Regions from separate parts of the Lactuca sativa genome. Here region 1 is linked to region 2. A link is a contact called in public Hi-C data. All regions are on one chromosome and are shown on one strand. The core of a region is the stretch at or near the end of the contact, and the rest is flanking DNA. Distances in the headings are between cores, read along the strand shown. Region 1 holds the start of LOC111900937 (conserved oligomeric Golgi complex subunit 5). Region 2 holds the start of LOC111900936 (7-ethoxycoumarin O-deethylase).

Region 1 (6,176 bases), core at 2,480-4,979, 140 kb after region 2:
TGTGGCGGCATATTAAAGTCGAATACTGATTTAGGTCTGCATATTGTGATTCGATTTTGGTTGAGGGAACTATTAATCAAGAATTTGATCTGAGGGTCTGTTAATACAATGCAAAGGGCTGATGATGATGGTTGATAGCGAAGTCAACATCAGAAAGTCAAAGTTAACTTGAAATTGAGAATTAAAGTCTTTGATATCGATAGGTATAGGTTTGTTAACAAAGAGTTGTTCAATGACTAATTGTGAAAAGCGAGGACTAGAGTATTGAGATCGATTTGGGAAATTTTGATTTTGAAGGTCTGATGGGTTGAAGAGATGTTGAGGTTGTTCAATTTGATAGTCGAATTCAACTGAAAATTGATTTGGAGTCGACATCAGTGAATTTGAAAGTGATGTTTCCTAATGGAAGTCAATTGAGAAGGAAGCAAATTGGTAGAAAAGAAATGATGCATCGATTTTGGAGTCAATATTCGAAATGTTGAGGTTTGTTTGCTCTTCCTGTTGATAACGGAAGGTTGAGTTTTTCCATGTTTATGGATTAGGAAGATTGACCAGATTTCGAAATCTCAATATTGATATTTCGAAGGTTTGTGGTGATATTTGGGCTACAAATCGAATGTTTTGGATTTGGGGTCGAGTATTTGATTTCACAGGGTCGATGTTTCGAAGGCTTGCTCGTTAAGTAACGAAGCCTTGTTTGTTAATTTCAAAGTCATGGCCTGATAACGAATTGGGTTGTGATGATAAATTTGAAGGTTTTGATATCGATAGTCGACGGTAGAAATTTTTTGATTGGGGAAGAAATGCAAACAAGTTTCGAAATTAGTCACTCAAGCTTCAAAAGTGTGATACCTTTTACCCACCTTCGACATTTGAGGTAATTTTTGACAGTTTGGAAGAAATAAGGCATGAATTGGTCCCTGCAAAAGTTTGACACTTTGTACCATATTCGACATTAGGACCTTATTTTTTGAAAATTTGAAGAAAAGTGGAAGAAATTTCGAAAGTAGTCCCTAAAGTTTCGAAATTTTGGCAGATGATACCCAATTTCGAAAATGGTGTTCCAAAGCTGAGAAATTGAAGAAAATCTTGCAACTTTCACCCAAAAAGTCAAAAAATTTCACAAATTGGAAATTTTTTTTGAGGCTTTTTCGTGATTGTTTTTCCGTGCAAGTTTTTCGGGAGTTTCACATCAAAGGAGAGTATTGCGTAGTTTATTCCTCAAGCGCTTCTCACCCTTAATGGGGTTTATAATCATTTTTTTATTATAAAAAGGGGGAGAATGATGGGTATTTGAAGCGGGTTTTTCATATATTCATTGCGGATTTTGAAGACCGGTGTTACTTCGAGGGAGATTTTGGTCTTGATCGCGCGAGCTCGTTGGATATTAAAGTCGGACATCCAATCCTAACTTTGAGGGGGAGAATGTTAGGGTGCAAAGTCACGCTTGGATATATTTGTGTTTTACTGCTTTGTATGTGTGTAATGAGTTGTCTTTCCTTTATAAGGAAGTGAGTGACACTCATTTAGTCTAATAATCATTTTGGAGTGTTAGACTAGAGAGAGAATTTTTACAAAACCCATTTATACGTTCTTTCTACATCTAATGAGAGTTTAACAAGATTTATTTACTCCAGGTGTTCATAATTTACATGATGATACATTAGATCTTTTCTAAATCCGTACATGTCATCATAATCAAGACCATTACAGTTAATAGGAACTAATAGGAACTACATTTCATTTCATTCATCGAAGAGGCCATACATTACAACTGAGGTTATTGTGTTACTAAACCCCCCCCCCCCCCCCCAAAAAAAAAAAAAAAAAGATGGTTCTAAAAACCCTAACATCGTCAACAAGCACCACTGATCAAAATAACCAACAACACATACCCTAATACAAACATATTATACTAGCAATTGACGAACTTAGACAAAAACAAACCACCTTCGACAACCAAAATAACCCAAAAAACGCTAATCGTCATCATGCTACCTACGAACTAAACTACACCCCCTAAAATCCCCACCCAGAACATTCGACACAAACATGAACCCCGATCAACGACATCACTGCAACTCCAACAGCACCCATCATCGTCATTATCCTTTTCAAGTAGCATATTTCCTCGCTAAATTCGCCAAGCTGCTGTCACATTTCATCTCTCATTTCCTTAATTTGCACTTGGGTTTCCATGGCGTGAAGCTCTTAATCAGTTGGTACGTCTAGGTCTGAAACTCTGAAACCACCATAGGAGAAGCTTTGTTCTGAGGCCATCTTGATTTATAAGTGGGAAAAAAGCGAACCCGGTGGTATTATGTGAAGGTTACGGATTAGGGTAACAAAGCGGGTGGGGAAGACGGATTTAGGATATCCCTTCAATTTATAAGGGGGATCATTCACGATGACTAGACAATCTTGGGGACCAACATTACAACAGTAATAATCCACGGTGGAGGCCCATGTCACGAAAATATAGGTTATACCTTTTACAATCGATAAAACGTAAAATGATGTAATTAAATGGTCATATGAGAGTTTATTCCTTTAATGTGAAAAAAAAAATTAATGACCTTTTAAAACAAACACGATAAGTTTGATAGGCTAATATGACATTTGCCCTCAACGTTTCGATGTAAATTTAGAACCTTTAGTTCGTTAATTTAAAAAATTATTTGTTTTTTTATGTATGTTTCGGTATAAATTCGAGTTCGCCTACGTTTCTTTGTAATTTTTTTACGTTCTGGTGCTTATTTTTATGTACGCTTTCTACGTATGAGCCAGATCACATGTAATATTTTTTTTAATTATTTGCATCTTACTTATATTCATATACGTTTTGTATATAATACAGTTTCGCTTTGCATGACTTTGCCATTTCACTATTATGGTTTGTCAATTTAAGTCTTCTTAAATTTGTGTTTAAAATATAACAACTTATTTTCTACTACTTCTTGACTACGTTACTGCCACCGCAATGGACTGACGGTAAAATCCTAGTTTTGTACTCCCTCCGTCCCAAAATTATAGTCTGTCTTTCCTTTTTGGTTTGTCCTAAAATAATAGTCCACTTCTAAAAATAAATAGCATTTTTACCAAAATACCCCATAATTATTACTTAAACAACTAAGCATTTAATAGAACATTAACGCTTTGTTCCCGAGTTCTACTTAAGGAGATAAATGGGAGGATACGGAGGGAAAGTGAGGGGTGTCGAAGGAAAATCGTGTTCCCGAGTTTCATTAATGGAAGGAAAGTGAGGGGAGGGGAAGGATTTTGGAGTCATATTTTCCTTTCAAATTTTCCTCCCAAATTGGGCGGATTTGGGAAGAAAGTGAAGGGAAGGAAAATTTTATGCTTTATTTGCTTTTTCCTCTTAACTCGGGAACACAAAAACTTAAAATTTTCCTTCCATTTCCTTTCATTTCCTTCGAACTCGGGAACACATAATAATGAATATTTTCCTTCACCTCCCTTTCTTTCCGTCAAAATTTTCCTTCCCTTTCTTTTAATGAATTTACAAAAAAACTCGGGAACAAGGCGTAAATGCAGAGTAATGACAAAACTGTCATTTTATTGTATAAAGTTAGTGGTAATTAATGCTTCCTTAATCTGTGTGTTTTTTGTCCGTGGACAATAATATTGCGACGGAGGGAGTAGTAAAAAATAAAAAATAAATAAAAAAAAAGGGTTATGATGGTTATTTTCTGATTGGAGTGAGAGGTAGTTGACTGTCGCGTATCGGTGGATAATTGTTTCTCAGTTGCTTAATAAAATTTGTTCCCGGTGCGGATTACCCATATCTGCATCCGATCGGGGAAGAATGGCATCGCCGGCGGTCCAGCGTTCATCAATTCAGCGCCTCCCTACCTTCAAAGACAGAACCACTGCCACCACCTCCGGAACCCCATCATCGTCCAGCCCTCCATCCTCTTCCTCATCACTCTTAGATTCCTTTGCCTCCGACCCAATTTTCTCCAAATTCCTCTCCTCCGATTTCGACTCAACCCGGTTCTCCTCTGAGGCGCTCTCTTCAGGCACAGCTGCTGCTCGTGCCGAGAAGATCCAAGACGGCATTCGCCTCCTAGAGAAGCAGCTCCGTTCCGAAGTCCTGTCTCGTCACAACGATCTTCTCTCGCAGCTCTCTTCCGTCAAGGATGCCGAATCCTCTCTCTCCTCCATTCGGTCCGCCGTCTCGACTCTCCAATCCTCCGTACGCCTCGTCCGTTCCGAGATCGCCGATCCAAACCGTCAGATCCGATCTAAAACGGTTCAACTCTCTAACCTCCATTTCACCGTCGATCTCCTTCAGTCCACTGTCCGTGTACTCCGTCTCTCCAAGAAGCTACGCGACGTGATGGCGGAACCCGAAGCCGAGAAACTCGATCTCTCCAAAGCTGCTCAATTACACAGTGAGATATTGCGCCTCTGCAATGAAAATGATCTATCTGGAATTGTCCCAGTCGATGAGGAACTGAAATGGATATACGAAGCAGGCCAGAGGTTGCGCTCTGAAGGAATGAAAGTACTTGAAAGGGGTCTTGAAAGTTTTAATCAGGCAGAGGTTGGTGCTGGCTTACAGGTGTTCTACAATCTAGGGGAGTTGCGGACAACGGTAGATACTTTGATAAACAAGTATAAGACTCAGGGTGTAAAGAGTGTGAGTGTTGCCTTGGATATGAAGGCGATATCTACATCCGGTGGTGGTAGTTTTGGTGGTCCGGGAGGGATACAAAGGAGTGGAACACCACAGCTCGGTGGTGGTGGTAAGGCCAAAGATGCATTATGGCAGAGGATGGCTGTTTGTATGGATCATTTGCATTCAGTCGTGGTTGCCATTTGGCATTTGCAGAGGGTGTTATCAAAGAAAAGGGATCCCTTCACTCATGCCTTGCTACTTGATGAAGTGATGCAGGTGAGTTGATGCTGTAATCTCATTTTCAATTCGTTTATGTTAATTCAGTATGATTCTTTGAGTTCCTCTTGCTGAATCCTTGATGAGTAGGTTATATACTTATATATACTCTTAGCATTAAGTTAGATAACTGTGTGCTGTTATTATATAATAATGATGCTTCAAAATTTACAGGGCAAGGAAACTTAGATCATGACTAATACAATACATTTTGATGAATCTCTTTTAAGTAACAGGGTGTTTGGATATAGTTCTACCACCAGTTCTTACTTTTTGATTCAGTTCTTAATCCAATACATTACATATGAATGTTTCTTTTTTACACAATACAAAACTGAACAAGCTTTCTAGGGATGTTTTCTATGTAGAAGCGGAAGAGGAGGGCATTCATGTCTTTTCATCTGCATGAAGCTTATATCTTTTTCTATTAAATTTGTTTGTAGGAAGGCGACTCTATCTTAACCACTCGTGTGTGGGAGGCAATTGTAAAATCATTCGCAAACCAAATGAAATCCACTTTCACAGCATCAAGTTTTGTCAAAGAGATATTCACAGTTGGATACCCAAAGCTCTTCTCCATGATAGAAAATCTTCTTGAAAGAATTTCTCGAGACACAGATGTCAAAGGGGTTTTACCTGCCATAACAGTTGAAGGTAGAGATCAAATGGTAGCTGCCATTGAAGTGTTTCAGACAGCTTTCTTGACCCTTTGTTTGAGTCGCCTATCAGATCTTGTCAACTCTGTATTCCCTATGTCAAACCGTGGTAGTATTCCCTCTAAAGAACATATTTCAAGAATTATCTCACGAATTCAAGAAGAAATTGAAGCTGTTCAAATGGATGCACGCTTGACACTTCTTGTCCTCCGTGAAATCAGCAAAGTCCTCCTTCTACTTGCTCAACGTGCCGAGTACCAGGTGAAATTACATTTTTACCCTTTTCCTTGTTTTCTTTGGTTGCTTACAACAAAACATATTAACTGATTATAATAAAAAAAAAAAATCTATAGATAGCAACGGGACCTGAAGCGCGTCAGATAACGGGGCCCGCGACACCCGCGCAAGTAAAAAACTTCACACTCTGTCAACACCTACAAGACATCCACATCAGCATCTCCGCCATAACACCGCCAATCGCCACCGACGTCCTCTCCCCCTCCCTCAACACGATCTACGAAGTCGCCTGCGATTCCGTCACCTCCCTATTCCAATCCATGCTCGACCGCCTCGAATCCACCATCCTCCAAATCCACAACCAA
Region 2 (6,414 bases), core at 1,744-4,243:
TTTGTAAAATCGATCGGAGATGGAGGTGGGTCGTCATCTGGTGGTACAGGCGTGTCGAGGTAACATACTGGAGCGAAAGGAAGGTTGAAAGGGGCAGGTGGATCCGGTGGATTTAATCAAAACAATGGATCTGGATTTGGGTCAGCTAATGGGCACAAATCAAATCGTAGCCCACAAGGAAATAAAAACAATAATACATCACAAGCCCAAGGTGGAGAGCCCAATTCTAATTCAGATTGCAAAAATTGTAATTATTGTTGTGACAAGAATCGGAAAACTAGGAAAAAGGACCGATCTAAGGTGGGTGATGATATGATTTCTTCAGTTTTCAGCTGGATGAAGTATAGGGGGAGATTCAGAAATTATAATTGGGTTCTTTGGTGTTGTAATCCTTTCTTAATTGTGTATTTGTTTTTTTTCCTTTCCTTGCCTAGGCTCTTTCTAGGCAGCAGGTTAATAAAACTTGTCATTATTTATCAACTAGTTTGATTTTATTTCAAGAACATGGCCCTATCAATCATTGTTAATAAAATTTACTATCGTACACACTATTTTGTAGACTTCAGTTGGCAGCAACAATATGCAAATACAAGTGTGGAAGTATTATTAAATCATTTGCAAAATAAACTTCAAGCTACAATTAATTCAGTAAGTTTTTTATTACTTTAATATCATGTTATATATATATATATATATATATATATATATATATATATATATATATATATATATATATATATATATATATATATATATATATATATATATAAGCTTAAGTTATTCAATTCAAACTAATTATTGTGTTATTGTATGCATAAATGTGGGCCAATTAAATTTACTTATTTTAAGAAAGTGATTAATATATATATATATATATATATATATATATATATATATATATATATATATATATATATATATATTATTGAATTAAATATAATTGAAAATATCATCTTAATTAATTACAAGGGTAATTTAGTCAATTAATATAGATTTAATAAAAAAAATTGCATTTTTTAAGGGATCATATATTCTATTAATTTTAAAAATCCGATTTTACAAATTATAATTCTTTTAATTCGGACATTCTGGCAGAATATGTTTATGAGTATATTCAAAAATAAAAATATTGTTGAACCATAAATAATAAAAATATTCTTGAACTTATTTCTTGATCATGAATTTAAAAACTTCTGGTAGAATAACAAATTCTTGAACAATCAATTGAAGAATAAAAACAAAAAATACAATATTTCTTATAGAATACGGATAACAATTGTTAAAAATTACATTTATTGTTAAAGAATAAAACTTAATAACAATCAAAACGGGAAAGAAAACATTAAAATCTAACAATGACTAATACATTCTAAAAGAATAATGTGGTCCATTTCAATTTTGTGGTCTGTTCTTCAAGCATCAACTTCTGTGATTCCAACAGAATTGGAATTCGTCATTCCATTCCAATAGAATTGGAATCTCACCAATATATCATTCATTGAATCATCTACATAAACATACTTGATACCTTTTCAGAATTCAACATTGTCAAGATCCTGCACTGTCCACATAAATGAAGTGTTAAATCAGGAAAAAAAATTTGAATGAAAAGCAAAGTAATCATTTCCTGTCAAAAGAATCAGAAAAAGACAAGCTATGTAGATGATCAAACCTTTGCAAATTAAGGGTCCATGCGATAGGAAGAAGCTAAATCGGATAAGAAGAAGCTAAATCTGATAGGAAGAAGCTAAATCAGAATTTTATAAGGGAATCCATGGTTGTTATTGATGACAAAAACTTTGTTTTTGAGCAATTAAGTAAACGCAAAACAATAAAAAAAAAAATATTGGTTCTAAAAGTTTGGATTCTGCTGCTGTGAAATCAGTAATTCAAGATTCTTCTTCAACTTTTGGGGATGAAATAAAAAGGGAAAGTTTAGGGGTTTGGTTCTAATCAAGTTAGAGGAGAAATTCAGAGAAACTGTTTCTGATTCCAACTCTCAATTCCATTGAATTGGCGTTCAAAATCAATGAGATCAGAGAAAATATCAGATGAAACTTCGCATTTTACAAAACCTTCTGTTGGGATTCTTGACTTAAGATCACAATCAATGAGAGTTTCCACGCCAACCCAGATGAAGAATTCTGTAGATAACAAAGAATCAAAAGGAGAAACATCATTCACGGAATATACACCTCGAGAATTTAGCTTTGATTCTTCTTTTGAGATGAAATCATAAAAACACAAATTTCTCTTGATTTTATCAGAATATTAACATCAAAATCAAAAATTCAAAATAATGCAACACCCGAAACAACATATTTCGATCGGAAGACATTGATAAATAAAGGAAGAAATAGAGGTGGATCTGGAGGGAATACCTTGGGCGCAATGATATGCGTGTGTGTGTTTGCGCGACAACTGGGGAAGCAACGATTGGGACCATCGACTAATTAGAAGCAGATAATGGCCACAATGATCGGAAGTATCAGGGAGGGAAGGCTAGCTCGATTGTGAATGGAGGGATGAAGACGATTTGTGGAAGACGATGACCTGTTGTATATAAAAAAAGAAATTAGGTTACAAGTGAATGTTAGCGTGATTACATGGACTATTTGTGGAAGATATTTATCAAATTATTAAAATACCCTTGTTTATTTATTTAATTATTTAAATTTTTATTTAATTATGATTGGCCCACATTTATGCATACAAAAACACAATAATTACTTTAAACATTTGAATTTATCTCTCTCTCTCTCTATCTATCTATCTATATATATATATATATATATATATATATATATATATATATATATATATATATATATATATATATATATATATATATATATATATATATATATATATATATATATATATATATATATATATATATATTGTTCAAATAAATATGGGTATGAAAGTCAAAGATTTGGTCTATGATTTGTGGTGAATGCAATGATATAAAATAAGTATTATCCGAATGTGAGGATTTAATAAAAGAATTAAGATAACCTAATTAAACAATATCCGTCACCATATCATAAACTCCCCTGCATATCCCGTGAAAGTGCAAAATCTAACAGTAATGGAGTTTGTGATTATCGCGTTAGGTCTGTTCTCATCTTGCGCACTTATCGGAATCATTTCCACAGTTTTTGGTATCGGTAAGCCCAAGAACCTACCTCCAGGCCCAGCCCCGCTGCCGATCATCGGAAACCTCCACTTGCTCGGCGACCACCCACACCAATCCCTAGCCAATCTAGCCAAGATCTATGGCCCAGTTATGTTCCTTAAACTTGGTCGCACCACCGCACTAGTCATCTCCTCCGCCGCTGCCGCCAAAGAAGTCCTCCAAAAGCAAGACCTTGCTTTCTCCTCCCGCCATATACCCGACGCTCTCAACGCCCACAACCACTCCCATTACTCCACCGTCTGGCTCCCCGTTTCCACACAGTGGCGGACTCTACGCAAGATCCTTAACACCAACATTTTCACCGGCAACTCCCTTGATACTAACCAACATTTACGGAGAAAGAAAGTTCAAGAACTAGTGGCGTACTGTAGAAAAGCCGGCGCGTGCAAAGATCCGGTGGACATCGGTCGAGCTGCTTTCAGAACTACCCTGAATCTCTTATCCAACACTATTTTCTCCATAGATTTAACAGACCCGTATGAGGATTCCGGTAAAGAGTTCAAGGAGCTGGTTGGAAACATCATGGTCGAGGCCGGAAAGCCAAATCTTGTTGACTTTTTCCCGTTGTTAAAGAAGATCGATCCACAAGGGATCAAGAGGAGAATGACACATTATTTTGGGAAGATTTTTGAGATTTCTGAGGAATTGATTGAAGAGAGGTTAGTGATGAATGGATCCAAGCATGAAGACGTATTGGATGTGTGTCTCAAACTCAGTCAAGAGAATCCAGATGAGATCAATCGAGCACATATCAAGAGCTTGTTTTTGGTACGTCTTGTATTTCAAATATAGGTTTAAATGCATAAATGGTATATATGAAGTTAATTAACGCATGTCTATAAGACTATAACCATAATCTGATTAAAGTATCAAATATCTTTTTCTAGGGTTTTTGCCCGGATCTTGATTTTGGTCGAATACATATGACTCCTGTCTCCTGCCAATTAAACTATATTTTGTACTAATATATGAGAATATTAAACATTTTGGTTTTTTTATTTAATAATTGAGTTAAAAATAAATCTCGATATTATCTAATATTTATAACATGAAGTTGTGATTGTCGAATACATGTGTATTGATTTTCTTCTACCAAGAAGTGAAAGTGAAAATTACAATTTTAGATAAGGCTTTTTTTTATTATAAATATATTATATTATACAATAAATGATAATAATATCTATGTATTATAGGAGTACAGCTTCGGTTTATGTTTTTTTTGTTTACATGACACATTTTGAAATAAGTATTTGTTTTTATAGTTGATAATTAAAAATGAATTTTAAATAAAAGTTATGATAAGATTATTATGTATATAATTAAAAATAAAAAATAAAAAGAATATACAAGCGTTAAATATTTTAAATATTTTATGTTATTATTGGACATGAACATGTTAATTTGTTAAAATATAATAAAACTTTGAATGATAGTTAAATATAAATAAGGGAAGAGAATATAATACGCTGATTTAATATCATTAATTTTATAAAATAAAAGAAAAAAATTACTAAAATCTCAATTATTGATCTTTTAACATTTTGTAAATTTGTTTTGTTATTTATTTTGTGTCCGGTCTTTTTCTTTTAAGCCATGGTTTTAATAATATCCGCCGATTTCAAAAAAAAAATAGCTATTAAGTTGATTATGCTTCTCGATTAAAAACCACTCAGAATGCTGTTAAATCAACCCTTAATTATAAAAGACCATATATTTTCAATGATATATTAACTACTAATTTTATTTTATTATAAACATCGTCAACGTGGTTAGTGATGATGGATTTAAAACTAAGTATTCTAATTTTCTAATTTCTAATAGGAGTCAACACAAGTTGGATCACAATGTCAAACCTTTATGCCAACCGTCTAATTAAAAAAAAAAACCGAAAATAATAACAAAATATAGTTTATTTTATTATACTAAATTCAGTGGTTACATCGGTTTTTTATTTTTTATAATAAAGATATTATTTATGTATTTATTACTGATGTCGATTTAGATTTTTTTTAGACATTTGGTATTCTAATTATAGTGGTACAATAAGTGTGTATAAGGACCACTATAAAAATTGTTGTTTTCTAAATAAAGTTCTGACAATTAAATTATAAAGACCGGTTTCTCTATATTTCACCATCTCGCGATTTGGATCCAAATAGTTCTGAAGATTCTCCCCATACGAATCACATAGAATACACAAAAGATTATCGACTTCAATATTTTCCTGGCCCAAGTTATCTTTTATCGGGAGTTTATTAAGAAACAAAACCAAGCTAACACTTTAAAGTTTAATCTTAATAGGAACTAAAGTATTCCATTTCGTTGCCGATTGATCAATAATCAAAAGTAACTTAAGAATCACAATTTGGTAAAGACTCAACCAAATTGAATTTAGTTCGAATTCATAAAAAAAATACAAAACTACCATAAAATTAGTAAACCTCATTAAACATCAAATATATAACCCAAAGACCTCGGTACTACAAGTTTATATGGGATTCTGTTTAATCCTAAGATATCAACATAGTCAAATTCTGAAATTCATCGATTTCATCAAAGTCAACTTTTCACCAAAGCAACTATTATGTTTTCGTATTGCCGTAAATAAATAAACTTTCATTTTTAATTGTCATTATTTTTCAATTAGTTTGATTTTATTTAAAAAAACGTGGCACCATCAACCTTCATTAAAAAATTTAGTACATACACACTATTTTGTAGACTTCAGTACGTGGCAACAACCGATATACACCTACAAGAGTACAAGTCTCGAAGTATTATTAAGTTATTTGCAAAGCAAATTTCAAGCTACAACTAATTCGGTATTTTTATTATTATTTTAATATCATGTTATATAATATATGTTGTAGGACCTGTTTGCCGCCGGCACCGATACGACTTCAAACAGTTTAGAATGGGCAATGACAGAAGTACTACGCAACCCACATATCATGACGAAAGCAAAACATGAGCTCGAAGAAGTTATTGGTAAAGGAAAAATCGTAGAAGAATCTGACATCTTAAAGCTACCTTACTTATGGTGCATCGTGAAAGAAACACTAAGGATTCATCCACCTGTCCCTTTGTTGATCCCTCGAAAAATTCATAGTGAAGTCAAACTCAATGGCTTCATTGTACCCAAGGGGACACAAGTGCTTGTCAATGTATGGGCCATAGGACGAGACTCAACCACGTGGGATGACTCATTAATGTTC

What was found. Hi-C and Micro-C count contacts between places; a contact is called where the count stands out from the background.
Region 1: a Hi-C map of leaf shows a contact between it and region 2, with 4 times the contacts expected there. The contact joins the promoter of LOC111900937 here to the promoter of LOC111900936 in region 2. A contact is called at or near these places in 2 of 4 Hi-C or Micro-C datasets (leaf and seed).

The regions. Positions count from the first base shown.
Region 1 is chr8:252,490,288-252,496,463 of Lsat_Salinas_v11, forward strand. LOC111900937 (conserved oligomeric Golgi complex subunit 5) reads left to right here and starts at 3,730. Exons shown (of 3, transcript XM_023896806.3): 1 at 3,730-4,918; 2 at 5,362-5,835; 3 at 5,928-6,176. The coding sequence starts at 3,827.
Region 2 is chr8:252,348,618-252,355,031 of Lsat_Salinas_v11, forward strand. LOC111900936 (7-ethoxycoumarin O-deethylase) reads left to right here and starts at 2,994. Exons shown (of 2, transcript XM_023896804.3): 1 at 2,994-3,967; 2 at 6,070-6,414. The coding sequence starts at 3,092. It overlaps LOC128127591 (a long non-coding RNA gene), which reads right to left and starts at 3,155. Exons shown (of 3, transcript XR_008225487.1): 1 at 3,019-3,155; 2 at 2,382-2,553; 3 at 1,233-2,144.